Linked DNA regions of Macaca mulatta: region 1 is linked to region 2. A link is a contact called in public Hi-C data. All regions are on one chromosome and are shown on one strand. The core of a region is the stretch at or near the end of the contact, and the rest is flanking DNA. Distances in the headings are between cores, read along the strand shown. Region 1 holds the start of NXF1 (nuclear RNA export factor 1). Region 2 holds the start of SLC3A2 (solute carrier family 3 member 2).

Region 1 (7,072 bases), core at 2,675-5,174, 48 kb after region 2:
ATAGCACAATAAACACTCATATTCCCTTCACCTGTAGTCACTAACTTTGTTTTCATCTTTGTTTTTTTCTTTTCTTTTGAGACAAGGTGACACTCGGGCTACAGTGCAGTAGCACAATAATGGCTCACTGCAGCCTCAAACTTCTGGGCACAAGTGATCCCCCCACCTCAGCCTCCCCAGTAGCTGGAATAACAGGTACATGCCACCATGTCCAGCTAATTTTTACATTTTTTTTTTTGTAGAGACGGAGTCTCCTATTTTCCCCAGGCTGGTCTCGAACTCCTGAACTCAAGCAGTACAGCCACCTTGGCTTCCCAAGTGCTGGGATTACAGGCATGGGCCATCTGGTCTGGCCACCAGTAGTTAACATTTTATCACTTTTTTTCCTCTCTTTCTTTCTTTCTTTTTTTTTTTTTTTTGAGACGGAATCTCACTCTGTCACCCAGACTGGAGTGCAGCGGTGCGAGATCTCGGCTCACTGCAACCTCTGCCTCCCGGGTTCAGGTGGTTCTCCTGCCTCAGCCTTCTGAGTAGCTGGGGTTACAGGTGCCTGCCATCACATCCAGCTAATTTTTGTATTTTTGGTAGAGACAGGTTTTCACCATGTTGGTCAGGCTGGTCTCAAACCCCTGACCTTGTGATCCGCCCACCTCAGCCTCCCAAAGTGCTGGGATTATTGACATGAGCCACCATGCTCAGCCTTTCCCCTCTTTCTTTTGCCGAATTATTTGAAAGTAGGTGCAAATGTCATGCTGTTTTATCCCGAAATACTTCATTCAGCATGCTAAGAATAAGGCATTCTCCTAAACAGCCATAATGTCATTTTCTGTCTTTTTTTTTTTTTTTTTTTGAGATGGAGTCTTGCTTTGTTGCTCAGGCTGGAGTGCAGTGCCACGATCTCCGCTCACTGCAAGCTCCGCCTCCCAGGTTCACGTCATTCTCCTGCCTCAGCCTCCTGAGTAGCTGGCACTACAGGCACCCGCCACCACGTCTGGCTAATTTTTTGTATTTTTAGTAGACATGGGGTTTCACCGTGTTAGGCAGGATGGTCTCAATCTCCTGACCTCGTAATCCACCGGCCTCGGCCTCCCAAAGTGCTGGGATTACAGGCGTGACCCACCGCGCCCAACCCATAATGTCATTTTCAAGCTAAGAAAATTAACAATTCTCCAGCATGATTCAGTAATCAGCCCATGTTCAAGTTTCCCCATCTGATTTTATTTTATTTATTTATTTATTACTATTATTGAGATGCAGTCTCGCTCTGTCACCCAGGCTGGAGTGCAGTGGCATGATTTTGGCTCACTGCAAGCTCCACCTGCTGGGTTCAAGAGATTCTCCTGCCTCAGCCTCCCGAGTAGCTGGGACTACAGGTGCCTGCCACCAGGCCCGGCTAATTTTTTGTATTTTTAGTAGAGACGGGGTTTCACTAAAGGCCCATAACATCTTGTCATATTTGCTTGTAATCTACTCACATCCTCCGATATACTTATTTAAATTTTATTTTATTTTATTTATTTATTTTTTGAGACAGAGTCTTGCTCAGACACCCAGGCTGGAGTGCGGTGGTGCGATCTTGGCTCACTGCAAGCTCCGCCTCCCGGGTTCATGCCATTCTCCTGCCTCAGCCTCCCGAGTAGCTGGGACTACAGGCGCCCGCCACCACGCCCAGCTAATTGTTTTGTATTTTTAGTAGAGACGGGGTTTCACCGTGTTAGCCAGGATGGTCTCGATTCCCTGACCTCATGATCCGCCCGTCTCAGCCTCCCAAAGTGCTGGGATTACAGGCGTGAGCCACCGCGCCCGGCCTTTTTTTTTTTTTTTTTTTTTTTAAATAGAGACAGAGTCTTACCATGTTGTTCAAGCTGGTCTCCAATTCCTAGGCTCAAGTGATACTCTTGCCTGGGCCTACCAAAGTGCTGGGATTACAGCCCGGCCAAAACTAGGGTCCATATACCTTTTTTTTTGGTGGTTTTTTGTTGTTGTTTTTTTTTGAGATAAAGTCTTGCTATGTCACCCAGGCTGGAGTGCAGTGGCACAATCTCACTGCATCCTCGAGCTCCTCAGCCTCCTGGGTTCAAGCTGTCCTCCCACCTCAGCCTCCCAAGTAGCTAGGACTATAGGGTCACACCACCACACCCAGTTAATTTTTGTATTTTTTGCAGAGATGGGGTTTTCCCATGATGCCTAGGCTGGTCTCAAACTCGTGAGCTCAAGCCATCTGCCCACCTCAGCCTCCCAAAGTGCTAGGATTACAGGCGTGAGCCACCATGGCTGGCCATAGAGCTTTTCTTATCCCGTGACTTCCTGTCCATGTCATTACATTTTTCTTTTTCACTCAGAACCATGATTTCTTGACTGTAATGGTCTGTGAACATTTTTCCCCTTACAATAAATATAATACATACTCACCAGATAAAAATCTAAATACTGATGAGCAAAAATTATAACTAATATTTTTGGGGCTCTTGTGGGTTAGGGACTTTATACTAACTAATTGAAGACTGACAGCAGTCTGAGAGAAGGCAGGGCTTGGGTTATCCTCATTTTGCTGGTGAGGAAAATGAAGCTTGAAGTTAGACTAACTTAAGAGTCTTAAGTTAATAAATGGCAGAGTTGGTTTTCAAGCCAGAAATAACTTGTTTATAGTATCCTTCCAAAACTTTTTCTATACACAAATATATATATATAAGAATGGGATCATATTGTGACCATCTTTCCATGTCAATAAATAGACTTCAGCAGCATTCTTTTTAATCCAGTGTCCTTTTGTTTCCTCTTCTCCCGGCCTTGTCCCCAGGATCGACGAGAACGTGCTGGGAGCCCAGCTGGACGTTGAGGCCGCCCATTCAGAGATCCTCAAGTACTTCCAGTCAGTCACCTCCAACCGGTGGCTCATGGTCAAAATCTTCCTCATCCTCATTGTCTTCTTCATCATCTTTGTGGTCTTCCTTGCTTGAACCCTCTCCACTCTGAGGCACTCCGTTGGGGTTTGGGACCCTCCTAGGAAGGCACGTGGCCAGTGCTGCCACTGAGCCTGTGCAGGGTGCTTGGGAGAAAGGCCCTGTTTCCCTGGAACTGCAAAGAATGGCCACTGCCCCTGACCCCCCACCCCTTGCCTCTGGCCACCCTGTCCTCCCCCCACCACCCTCAGGCCTATGAAACACACAGGGTTCTAGATTTGGACTCTGTGTGTGAAGTGACTGGAAGGGAACAGAGGCCAGCTGGGGGCCAGTGGGGTAGGTTGTCTCCACTAGGAGACTTTTATAAACCCTCTCCAGCCTCTCCCAAAGGAAACGTTGGCAGCAAAGGGAGATGATGCCTTTCCCCACCTTCCTGTGAGTGAAGAGAGGAAGCAGCCCCAGGGACCAATTTTCCCAATTGACCTCTTTCTTCCTCTTTCACCATGTGGGGCAGGGAACCCTGAGCCCTTCAGCTGCCTGCACAACCCCTGACATTGGCTGCTGGTGACTCTCAATCTGCCAAATGTGCTGCAGCCCGTTTTCTCCCAATTACAGCAAGACTGTCAGCCTCACTAGCCATGTCATCATTTCTGGGTGGGAGCGTCGAAGGGCCTAGGCAGCGAGTGGAGTGAGCCCACTGCCCAGTACCAGAACTGAAAGGGTTGGGCTAATGGCTGTGCCAGGTATCACTGCTGAGGCAGGCTATTTTGGGCTCTGACACACAGCTGCCTCTAGACAGGGGAGAACCAAGTGTTGCAACACTTGATTAGCATGGAAACTTCCTTTCACACAGAAGCAGGATCCCAGAGGGGGTCCCTGATTGGTGGCAGCTTCCAAGACCATCTCAAACAGTGTTTGGACCTGTTTCATCTGTATCCTCCAACTATTTGGCCGTAATTCTTCCTTGAGCTAAGCAAGGCAGAAGCTCTGCCTGCTGCCAGGAGTGGAAGGTGAAGAATTTGTTCCCAACTCCAGTTGAGGCTTTTGATTCCCTCAAAGCACTTCACCAAATCAAAGCCAGTCACAGAGAATGGAGGAAACACCTGCCCAAAATACCCACCGTCCAGAGAGATTAATGTGCTTTGTTCTTCCTGACCAAGACTCGCAACCACATTCTGAGGACGCTCCAGTGCCCCTGTCTCATACATTCCAAAGGAAGCTGAAGCTATAGAGACAACAATCAATCAGGGGCTGATGGTGGTGCTTTTGGGGGTCTAGGAGAGCCCAAGGCCCTGATATTTTAAAATGTCCTCCTCCTCGGCATCTCCAGCAAGTTGCCACTGCTGGTGAGCTTCACTGTCTGCCCCGTTGACACGATGGGTTTCTAACAGGGGACGCCATTGATGGAAGGTCTGTGAAGACAATGCTCGGCAAACCCCTGACAGATGTCGTCTCATTTGACTCAGCAACTCAGGGTGGGGTGGGGGAAATTCACAGAATAGAAATTCATTTATTTCACAAATACATGTTGAATTTTTACTATGTGCCAGGCATAGTACCTGCCGAGTCAAGCCCTCGAGGGAAAAAAAGCCTTTAGTCAACGTTCGAGCTCACATTCTAATTCTCAACTTCGTGATTTGTTAATCCATCTTATAGGCGAAGAAAGCGAGGCATAGACAAGGAGCCGAGCTGACACACTGGCTAGATGCGGGTAGGGGTCTGAGCCATCACTCCCACCCGGAGGCGCGGTCTCCATTCCTCGGAAGCCCTTGGTACGGCCCCGTTCCCCGCTGAGTTCTGGGCTGCAGCGGCAGCACTCTGCTCTAGCACTAACTCAAGCTGCCAGGGCAGCGTCAGCGGACAGATGAAAACATGCGGGGACCTGCTGGCTACCAGCCGGGGTTCCGCAAGCTCAGGTCTTGGGCGGGGCGCGGAGGGTCAGGCCCCGCCCCTCGCACGACGGCCTTAAGTGTGCGCACGCGCAGGGGGTCGCGCTTTCTCCGGGCGGCGACACCGCCTCCAGCCTGGGACGTCAGCGGCGCGCGACGTGCTTTGCTATATAAATGCGGTGGCGCCCGGCGTAGGGACACTTCGGTCCTGAGTGCTTGGGCGTTCGGTCGTTTGCCGGCGTAGCGGCCAGCGCTTGAGCCCGCCCTTGCTCTTCGCTGTGGCATGGCGGACGAGGGGAAGTCGTACAGCGGTCAGTGCTGGTCCTCGGGTCGGGAACCGGCTATCTGGGGCGCGGGTGGGCGGCGCCGGCCTAGGCCTCAGCCTCCGGGGCGTGAGGCCGCCAGGGGCCCGACGTCCGCGGGGAGCGGCGCGCGGGGGGTCGGGGGCACTCGAGGTGGATTACCGAGTTGTTGACTCCTGGATTCCTCCTGGAATCCTGGTGTTGGGGGACCTGCGGCTCGGAGCGGGTGGCTCGGGGGTAGGGGGACGGGATTCCTTTGAACTTTGTGGGTGGTTGATGCCTGTCAGTTCGGTTTGGCGGCCTGACTCTTCCTTTAATGTGAGTTAGTGCCCTACTCATGGGCTGCCCTGGTGCCCTATTTTTTACTGCGTCCAGTCGGTCTTGAACCCTCGGGCCTGGGCTTTGGCTTAATATTCGAGACTTACACATCAACTGGATGTTCCAGTCTGAACACTACACTGGGTGTTAGTTCTTTGTAGTAGTTAGGAGTGCATGGTGGAGGTTGAAACCGTGAATTTAAAACTCTCCTCTTCCACCCCTTTAAAGTGGAATAACAACAGTATTTCTTAAGAGTTGGGGGGGAAGTAGGGGGGAAAATGAGATCATTCCTATCAAGTGCCTGAAGCATAGTGGCCGGTACTGGAGAACAGTTCTCAATGAATGTTAGCTGCGCCTTCTGTGTTCTTTTTTCCTAGGGTCATTTGTTGAGATTCATTGTTTACAGAGTGCTCGGTATTAGGCAGATCTCTTTTGGGAGTTAGGGACCCTTTTTAAGACGCTAGTCCTGCACAGCATGAATCAGATCATATTCCTGGAGAGCATTCCAGGGTCCCTGGTTAAGCACCCTAGCCTGGCACTACCACTAGAGCCTGAGTCTAGAAATTGTCTCCTGAGTTAAAGGGCATTTCTGGCCAAGGAATCGAAGAGCTCCTCAGAAAACTTCAAAGTGGCAATTTGAGAACAAGGAGAATTTTTAGAGGATCCTTAAACTGATCATATTTGTAACTGGCATCTGTACTGTATAGACAAAGTATTGAGTGGCAGATTTCAGGTGGCTTTCAGAGGTCTGATTTGTGTTCACTTACACTTTGGGGTCTCACATTTATACATTCTGCTTCTAATTCCAGTTTCTACTTCATTTTTCAAAAGCCCTGCACAGATTTCCAATAACTTTTCCTTGATGCTGACCTCCCACAGAGAGAGTTCTTTCCTGTGGACAGGCAGCGGAGTTTGCATGGAGATGGCCTGTGTAGTTAGTATGTATCTCTTCCAGTAGTTCAGAGTAGAAACTATGATTGCCACACCAAGCCGGACCAGTTACTTCTAATTTGTGTTCCTGTTTCTAACTCCAGAACACGATGATGAACGCGTTAATTTCCCTCAAAGAAAGAAAAAAGGCCGGGGTCCCTTCCGGTGGAAATATGGTGAAGGAAACCGTAGGTCTGGAAGAGGCGGTTCTGGTATTCGGTCTTCCCGCCTGGAGGAAGATGATGGAGATGTGGCAATGAGTGATGCCCAGGATGGTCCCCGAGTACGATAGTAAGTGACCAGTTGGTCTGGTTTGAATTTAGTGGCTCATGAGATTATATGGCCCTTTTACTGTCCATGTCATTTTCCTTCCCACCTGTTATAGTGAGAAATGCCAGGACTAGCTTAGCGATTGAACAGTCTTAGTTTAGTCCCGCCAACACAGTGCAGGAAGGTCTTTGAGAAGACTTTCCTAGCATTTGTGGTCATTTTATCCTCTGTTTACCCACAGCAACCCCTATACCACCCGACCTAACCGTCGGGGTGATACTTGGCATGATCGAGATCGCATTCATGTTACTGTGCGGAGAGACAGAGCTCCTCCAGAGAGAGGAGGGGCTGGCACCAGCCAGGATGGGACCTCAAAGAACTGGTTCAAGATTACAGTGAGTACTTTGAGCAAGTAGATGGTACAGTAGAGATCGGAGGCCACGCTCAGAGTAGAGATGTT
Region 2 (6,261 bases), core at 710-3,209:
AAAATTTAAACTCAACATTTTAAAGTGGGTAAATACACAATTCTGGACTTCTGGATTCTTTTGAAAACTATTTGATCACACAGAGACAATACTGTCACAAGGCAACAATCAGCTGGAGCTGTGAAAGGGCTGCCCAGTTCACCAGAGTCCCAACTCAGTTCATTTCACTTACCTACATTACTTAGCTGATTTCTGTATGTGAGTTGGAGACCCCTAACCCAAATCCCCTCTTTTCCACTTCCACTGCCGTTACACTTGCTAGTATTGAATCCTCTTGCCTAAACTACTATGGCAATCTAATTAATGACCTTGTCTCCATCTTATCCCCCAATGTCTTATCACTTTCCTACTTAAAAACTCTCCCTGGTTTTTTTTTTCTATCTATGATTCAAGTGATTTAGCTTTGCTCTCAAGGTCCTGCTTATGTGGCTTTCCCCAGGAAATACATTCCAGTTTTATATTCTAATACTCCCCTTTTGCCCATCTTTCATGAATTGTAGCCACACACTTCTTTCTTTTTCTTGCACCAAGCTTGTGCTCCAGTTGTTTCTTTAACTGGAATTCCCCTCCGGAGTCTTTCAACCCTTTCAGGCCCAGACACTCTATAAAGCATTTCCCAACTGCCATTCCCACTCACAACCTCCCCAGCCTTGTCTGTCTACTCTGGGCCATCTTGATTTTCCATAGTTTATCTGTCCCACTTTTTTTTTTTTTTTTGAGACAGGGTCTCACTCAGTCATCCAGGCTGGAGTGCAGTGCAGTGGCTTGATCACAACTCACTTACAGCCTCAAATTTCTGGGCTCAAGCAATCCTCCCACCTCAGCTTCCCAAGTAGCTGAGGCTACAGGCATGCACCACCGCTCCTGGCTAATTTTTTCTATTTTTCTGTAGAGATGGGTATCGGTTTCTCACTATGTTGCTTAGGCTGGTCTTGAACTCTTGGGTTCAAGAGATCCTCCCACCTTGGCCTCCCAAAATGCTGAGCCAGGCCGGGTGTGGTGGCCTACGCCTGTAATCCCAGCACTTTGGGAGGCTGAGGCAGGAGGTCACCAGGTCAGCAGTTCGAGACCAGCCTGGCCAACGTGATGAAACCCCATCTCTCCTAAAAATACAAAAATTAGCGTGGCTTGATGATTGCGGGAGCCTGTAATCCCAGCTACTCAGGAGGCTGAGGAAGGAGAATCGCTTGAACCTGGGAGGCAGAGGTTGCAGTGAACCGACATCCCGCCACTGCACTCTGGGCGACAGAGCAGAACTCTGTCTCGGAAAAAAAAAAATGTTTATAAAGTGTGCTTGTACACGTAGATGTTTACCACGAACGACTGAACTAATGCTGTCCGGTCTCAGTAAAACAGTCTATAGCTGACTGCAACCATAGTGATCGGGCAGGAGTTGCAGCAGGCAGCACCGCGGGAGCCCTTTAAGGTTCCCCATCAATAAAGGGGGCTGTCATCCTACCTAGCTCTTGGGATTTTGATGGATTAATCGATTAATACAGTGTGCTTAAGACGGTGCTCCACAAATGTTAGCTAATGCTGGCCCGTAGTAGTCCAAGATCTAAAGAAAACGCACCAGAAGGCAGGACATAGGGGACCAGTTAGAAAAAAATCAGATCCTGTCTTCAGTGGAGCACTTACGCCCTGACTTACTTTACCGAAATGGCTCCCCCAAAGGGGACCTCCTCCCGAGTTTAGCTCGGGATCCAGTACCTGAGTCATCCCCCGCGCTGAGACCCTGGACACCAGCCTCCGAATGTGAGCCCGGCAGCTGGCGGGGAATCGAAACGACGGCGGTCGAGGCTTCAGGAGGCTGTAGCTCCATGGAGGCGGATCCTGCACACAGGTTTCGGGTGTGTGGGGGGAAGGGGGAGCTCAGAACAGGGTTAGCGGGTAAGCAGTCGTGACCGTCAGTCCAGGATCCGCGTGAGGCAGTGATCTCACCGCTCCTGCCACATGCACTGGGTGAGAAAACTAAGCCGCAATGCGGTCGGTGAGGTTCCGTAGGACGCATGCGCGCCCTTTTCGCGCCGCAAGTTCAGGTAGCGCTTTGTCCACGCCCTCCTTCCCTGGAACTCTCTACCCACAACTCCCCGGGGTCGCATGCGGTCAACGTATGCGCGTGCGCTCGCCATAGCACCGCCCCCAAATCCCGTGGGCCTCTGCGGGATGGTATTTAATCGTCTCTCCGTGCCAATTTCGGTCTCATTGTTCTACTGCCGCTGGTAAGTGATTTCGTAAGATTTGTAGCTGTCAGTGTTTTGTGCTTTGTCCGTTTCTTTTATTTTGAACGATTGTGCGGACATCGCATAGCACGCGCTATGCCTTCTGTGTTGTAGCTGTCTAGCCAGGGTGACTGGCGGGTGAGGTCTTGTGGGTGGCCTCGAGACTTAAATTAAGTAGCAGCGGGGCTTTGTGAAGGACAAGATGGCGATGGCGGGCCGTGCGGGTCCCCTCCCTATGATGAGGACCTTTTCACAGACCTGTACTGAGCTCCGTGAGGATAAGTGACTCTGAGGAGATGGGCCCTGCAAGCCTCCTACTTAGCCGTCGGCTCAGAAGATAGCGTTTTCGAAATGCCCTGTGTTGACCTAATGTCTTCTTGGACTCTTGTCTGCAGGGTTTACGCGCACGTTGGAATCGAAGAGAGCTCTATGTTACAGTAAGTTCTTATGGCCATTTCTTAACCTCTGCTCTTTCGTTGAGTGTGTAGAAGTTGCTACGGGGATGATTTTACAAACTGAACTCTCTCTTTCTGATGGATTAGTGGAGAAAACAAAAATTCTGAGTAGCACTGTACTGTACGCAATAAATGTCAGGGACTTATTGATTTGTCTGAGGTGTTAGTGAAGGCTGTTATTTTTTCAGATGTTTAGCCCACAAAAGCTCACTGGTGAAGGAATGGGACAAGACCCATCTTTCTGCAAAGCCAGCGTTACAGTAATGTTCCAGGTAGGTGTACATGCTTTTATGCTCTTACAGAGGAGACCTTGCTAGATAACCACTCCGTGATGAACACAAAATGACAAGCATATGGCTGAACTTATAAGTGATGTCATCTTACTACTGAGAAGTGACAGCGAGGTCTTCGGGGGTCTTTGAATGACTATTTTTAGGTACATAAAATGCCTTCCTCTGTTGTCTACAGCATCTCATAATCTATCCTGAGGAATTCAGCTGCCTCCCAGGGTGAATACAGGTAATTATTCAAATTGGTGTATGTCATCTCTGTAAATGTTCACAAGAGAACAAGTGGCCGGCGGAAGCAATTTTGTTTTTTGGCGCCTTCCATCTTGTTCCTCTTGAGATAATTTTCTGGGAAGCGAGATCGCAACCCGGTACTACAGTTCTTGTAAAGGTGCGCTGTTATCCTCATCCATATATCGATCACTTTACTGTCAGATGATTTGAATTGATAAGCTGATGTTCTGTGAGGTACAAAAATTAATAGCATGTTAGAGTTCTGATGGCAGTTGTTGATTTTGAATAAGTTTCATTCCATCCTAATACCTTAAAATAACTAATTTGCTTTGCTTTCCAGGTATTCCTCATGACAATCTGCCTCTATCTTACAGTACGTTGCTTTTTTAATTCTATGGGCCTATTATCTAATTGATAACTTAGCCATCTTGATGTTTGTTACCAAAGCCTGCTTAAACCATAAAGTTTTCTGGTTCCTCTTGTTCTCTGTAGTGATGTTTCCAGACCTCCCCTTTTTTCTCTCAGATAGATGCCCACTGATCTGCCCAGGGTCAGACTAGTGCTTGTCAGTTGTAGGTTTCCACGGTTCAGCTCCAATGAGGAGGAAACATCCTGCCTCAGCCCTGTTCTAGCCTGGGAACCAGTAATTGTGAACCCACCAGGATTAACTGAAAAAGGGCATGAGAGCTTATTCCATAAGCTGTCTGAGGCATTTGGTTACCTTTTCTTAGCTTGTCCACTAGCAACCGTAACTAAAATAGTTTTGGCTGTTTGGGATAATTAGCTAATTGATTGATTTTTTTGATTCAGGAGCAGCTTGTTGCCATATACTATTGAAAAACCTTCAGAGCTGAGAGGTTAGTTGATTTTTTTTTTTTTTTTTTTGCTCCTTACCGCTTATGCCACCAAGTAGACAGTTTCTATGATGAATCAAACTAGCTCACTATGACTGACAGTGAAAATACATGAACACCTGAGAAATTGGAGAATGCAGGGAGTGGGGGGTAACCATGTCTGAGGAATCTTTCACCCACAGTTTTGTTTTTCTCTAGGTGTTATTAACCAATAACCTCTTTGGCTCTAAGGTGAGTAATTTCACTGTATTCAATGCATCCAGCATATAGAGTAGAAAAAACTGCCTTTTTAGGCCTGTATATATGATGACTTACATGGAATCTCGTTCGGCTGATGACTTGCTGTTGAGACTCTGAAATCTGATTTTCTAAGAATGATGCGTGGGAACAACTTAATGCAGGATAGGAGAAGCACTACTGACTTGGTCTTCCTCCTTTCAGGGCCAGCACCTTCTCTCTAGCACTCGAGGAGTTTGAGGTAAGTGGCTTTGCAATAGCTGCCATCAATGGCTGCTATATACAATTTTCTGTGATTTTTGTGTGTGATAGCACTGTGGTCTGGGTGGATGTGTACAGATAGAACTGGCTTAACCCAAATCTTTGATCTCCTGGACCACCAAGTGATGATCACCTGCTCACCAGTGATGAGTTGAATACCGCCCCAGTCTGATCAATGTGACTGAAAGGTATTTTCTGAGCTGTGAGCCTGCCTTCCAGTGACAACTTCTAAAAATTACAAGTTATTTGAGGAGGCATTACAGCCAATAGGAAGTTCTTGGGCTAAGTAGTGTTTCCTCTAAAATGTGCCCTGAAACTTCTGTCTGCCAAGCAACAGATATAGTTGAGAGATTGTAAAATGTACTGTAGAATGAAAGTCTCTCAAGACTACATGATTTTTTCTTGATTTTGCAGGAAAACTAGGTGTTACTGTTGACTCCAGACTGCAGTTACAGGTGAGTAAACCGAAATGTAAGGTGGACTGTGCTAAAAATTCCCAATGAAGAAACTTTCACACGTCTTACTCTCTGTCCTAGTCCCAGAGCCTGTAAAGGTGAACCCACTGGGACTGGCTGGGGGAAAAGAGGAAGATTTGTTCCAGAAGGAACTGTCTGAGGGATGACAAATATTTCTATACAAAGAAAGGGAGTAATCAGCACTTGTTGAAAACATTGATTTTAATTTTTCCAGGTCTGAGTAAAGAACAAGGTGCATAAGAAATGGTAGGTATCTGTTTAAATATTTAACTGGTTTTATAATAGCAACCTTTTACTCTTAGGTTACATAGTGTTAACTATTGTGTACATTCATATTTTCCAATCCAATAAGAACTTTTGTTTTTCCTCTGCAGGAATCTGTCTTGGAGGACATCAGAAGGTGAATTTTCCAAGTCCTTGGATAACCTAGCTGTTGAAGTTACCACAGCATAATTTTAGTCGTCTTAATGGCGTGGCTGCTTTTTTTTTTTCAAAGCTTTACTGTGAATCATGCCTTTGGGTGGGTCTACCTGGGCACAAGGAAGTGACCCCTTGAGAGTTTGCTATTTTTAACTGGGTTTTACCCAGCTTGCTTAGGCAGTCTGTCTAATGCTGCATTTCCTACTCCAAGGCAGCATTCAAGGAGCCTAATTTATCAGCACACTTTAGGGACTTTTTCCCTAGATGTACCTCACTGAAGGAATTTTAAATGAAAAGCTTGCTGGGTTTAGGGGGTCTTTTAGATGTACCTTAAAATGTTAGCAGACACAGATTAAGACACTGGGAGCCAATGAAACAGTTGAGGGTTTGCTGTGTGTTAATGTTTCTGTATTTTATCACCCCCTTCCTGCAACATTATTTCTGTGGAATCTACCTGCCCTTTTGTTTTTTAGATACAAGGGCTTGGTTTTACTACCAAGGCTGCGCTCAAGGCCCCGGCTTTAAGAGATCCTCCCACCACAGATTTCCAAAGTGCTGGGATTGTAGGTGTGATTCTTGGCACCCAGACTTTGCTGCCTTTCTTACATGATCCAAGCCCAGAACCAAAACTCAGGCACTGCATAGATGGCCAGTTTGGCAAACTACTGACCTAGCTTGTTGCCAATTGTTGATTGAGCTTCCCATAACTCCATTTCTGTTCCTCTGTATAGAGCCACCTTCTATTCCCATCATGAGCCTTTAGGTCTCCATTTGCATGTTGCAAATACTGTGTGCCATGTAGGTAGCTCATTCAG

The links. Hi-C and Micro-C count contacts between places; a contact is called where the count stands out from the background.
Region 1: a contact with region 2 is called in a Hi-C map of cortical neurons, with 2.2 times the contacts expected there. The contact joins the promoter of NXF1 here to the promoter of SLC3A2 in region 2. A contact is called at or near these places in 2 of 14 Hi-C or Micro-C datasets (cortical neurons and fetal cortical plate).

The regions. Positions count from the first base shown.
Region 1 is chr14:11,246,791-11,253,862 of T2T-MMU8v2.0, forward strand. It overlaps NXF1 (nuclear RNA export factor 1), which reads left to right and starts at 3,925. Exons shown (of 22, transcript XM_077962523.1): 1 at 3,925-4,249; 2 at 4,560-4,675; 3 at 6,447-6,633; 4 at 6,854-7,007. The coding sequence starts at 6,599. It overlaps STX5 (syntaxin 5), which reads left to right. Exons shown (of 11, transcript NM_001261004.2): 11 at 2,801-3,407. The coding sequence ends at 2,960.
Region 2 is chr14:11,201,098-11,207,358 of T2T-MMU8v2.0, forward strand. SLC3A2 (solute carrier family 3 member 2) reads right to left here and starts at 1,960. Exons shown (of 12, transcript XM_077962507.1): 1 at 1,711-1,960. The coding sequence starts at 1,822. It overlaps LOC718486 (a long non-coding RNA gene), which reads left to right and starts at 1,334. Exons shown (of 10, transcript XR_013403642.1): 1 at 1,334-2,222; 2 at 2,618-2,659; 3 at 2,866-2,949; 4 at 3,146-3,196; 5 at 3,539-3,571; 6 at 4,009-4,055; 7 at 4,251-4,283; 8 at 4,494-4,530; 9 at 4,965-5,026; 10 at 5,401-6,261. It overlaps LOC114672513 (small nucleolar RNA SNORD26), which reads left to right and starts at 2,717; the gene lies at 2,717-2,790. LOC114672512 (small nucleolar RNA SNORD27) reads left to right here and starts at 3,001; the gene lies at 3,001-3,072. It also overlaps LOC114672511, LOC114672519, LOC114672510, LOC114672514, LOC114672515 and LOC114672518, and 1 more gene.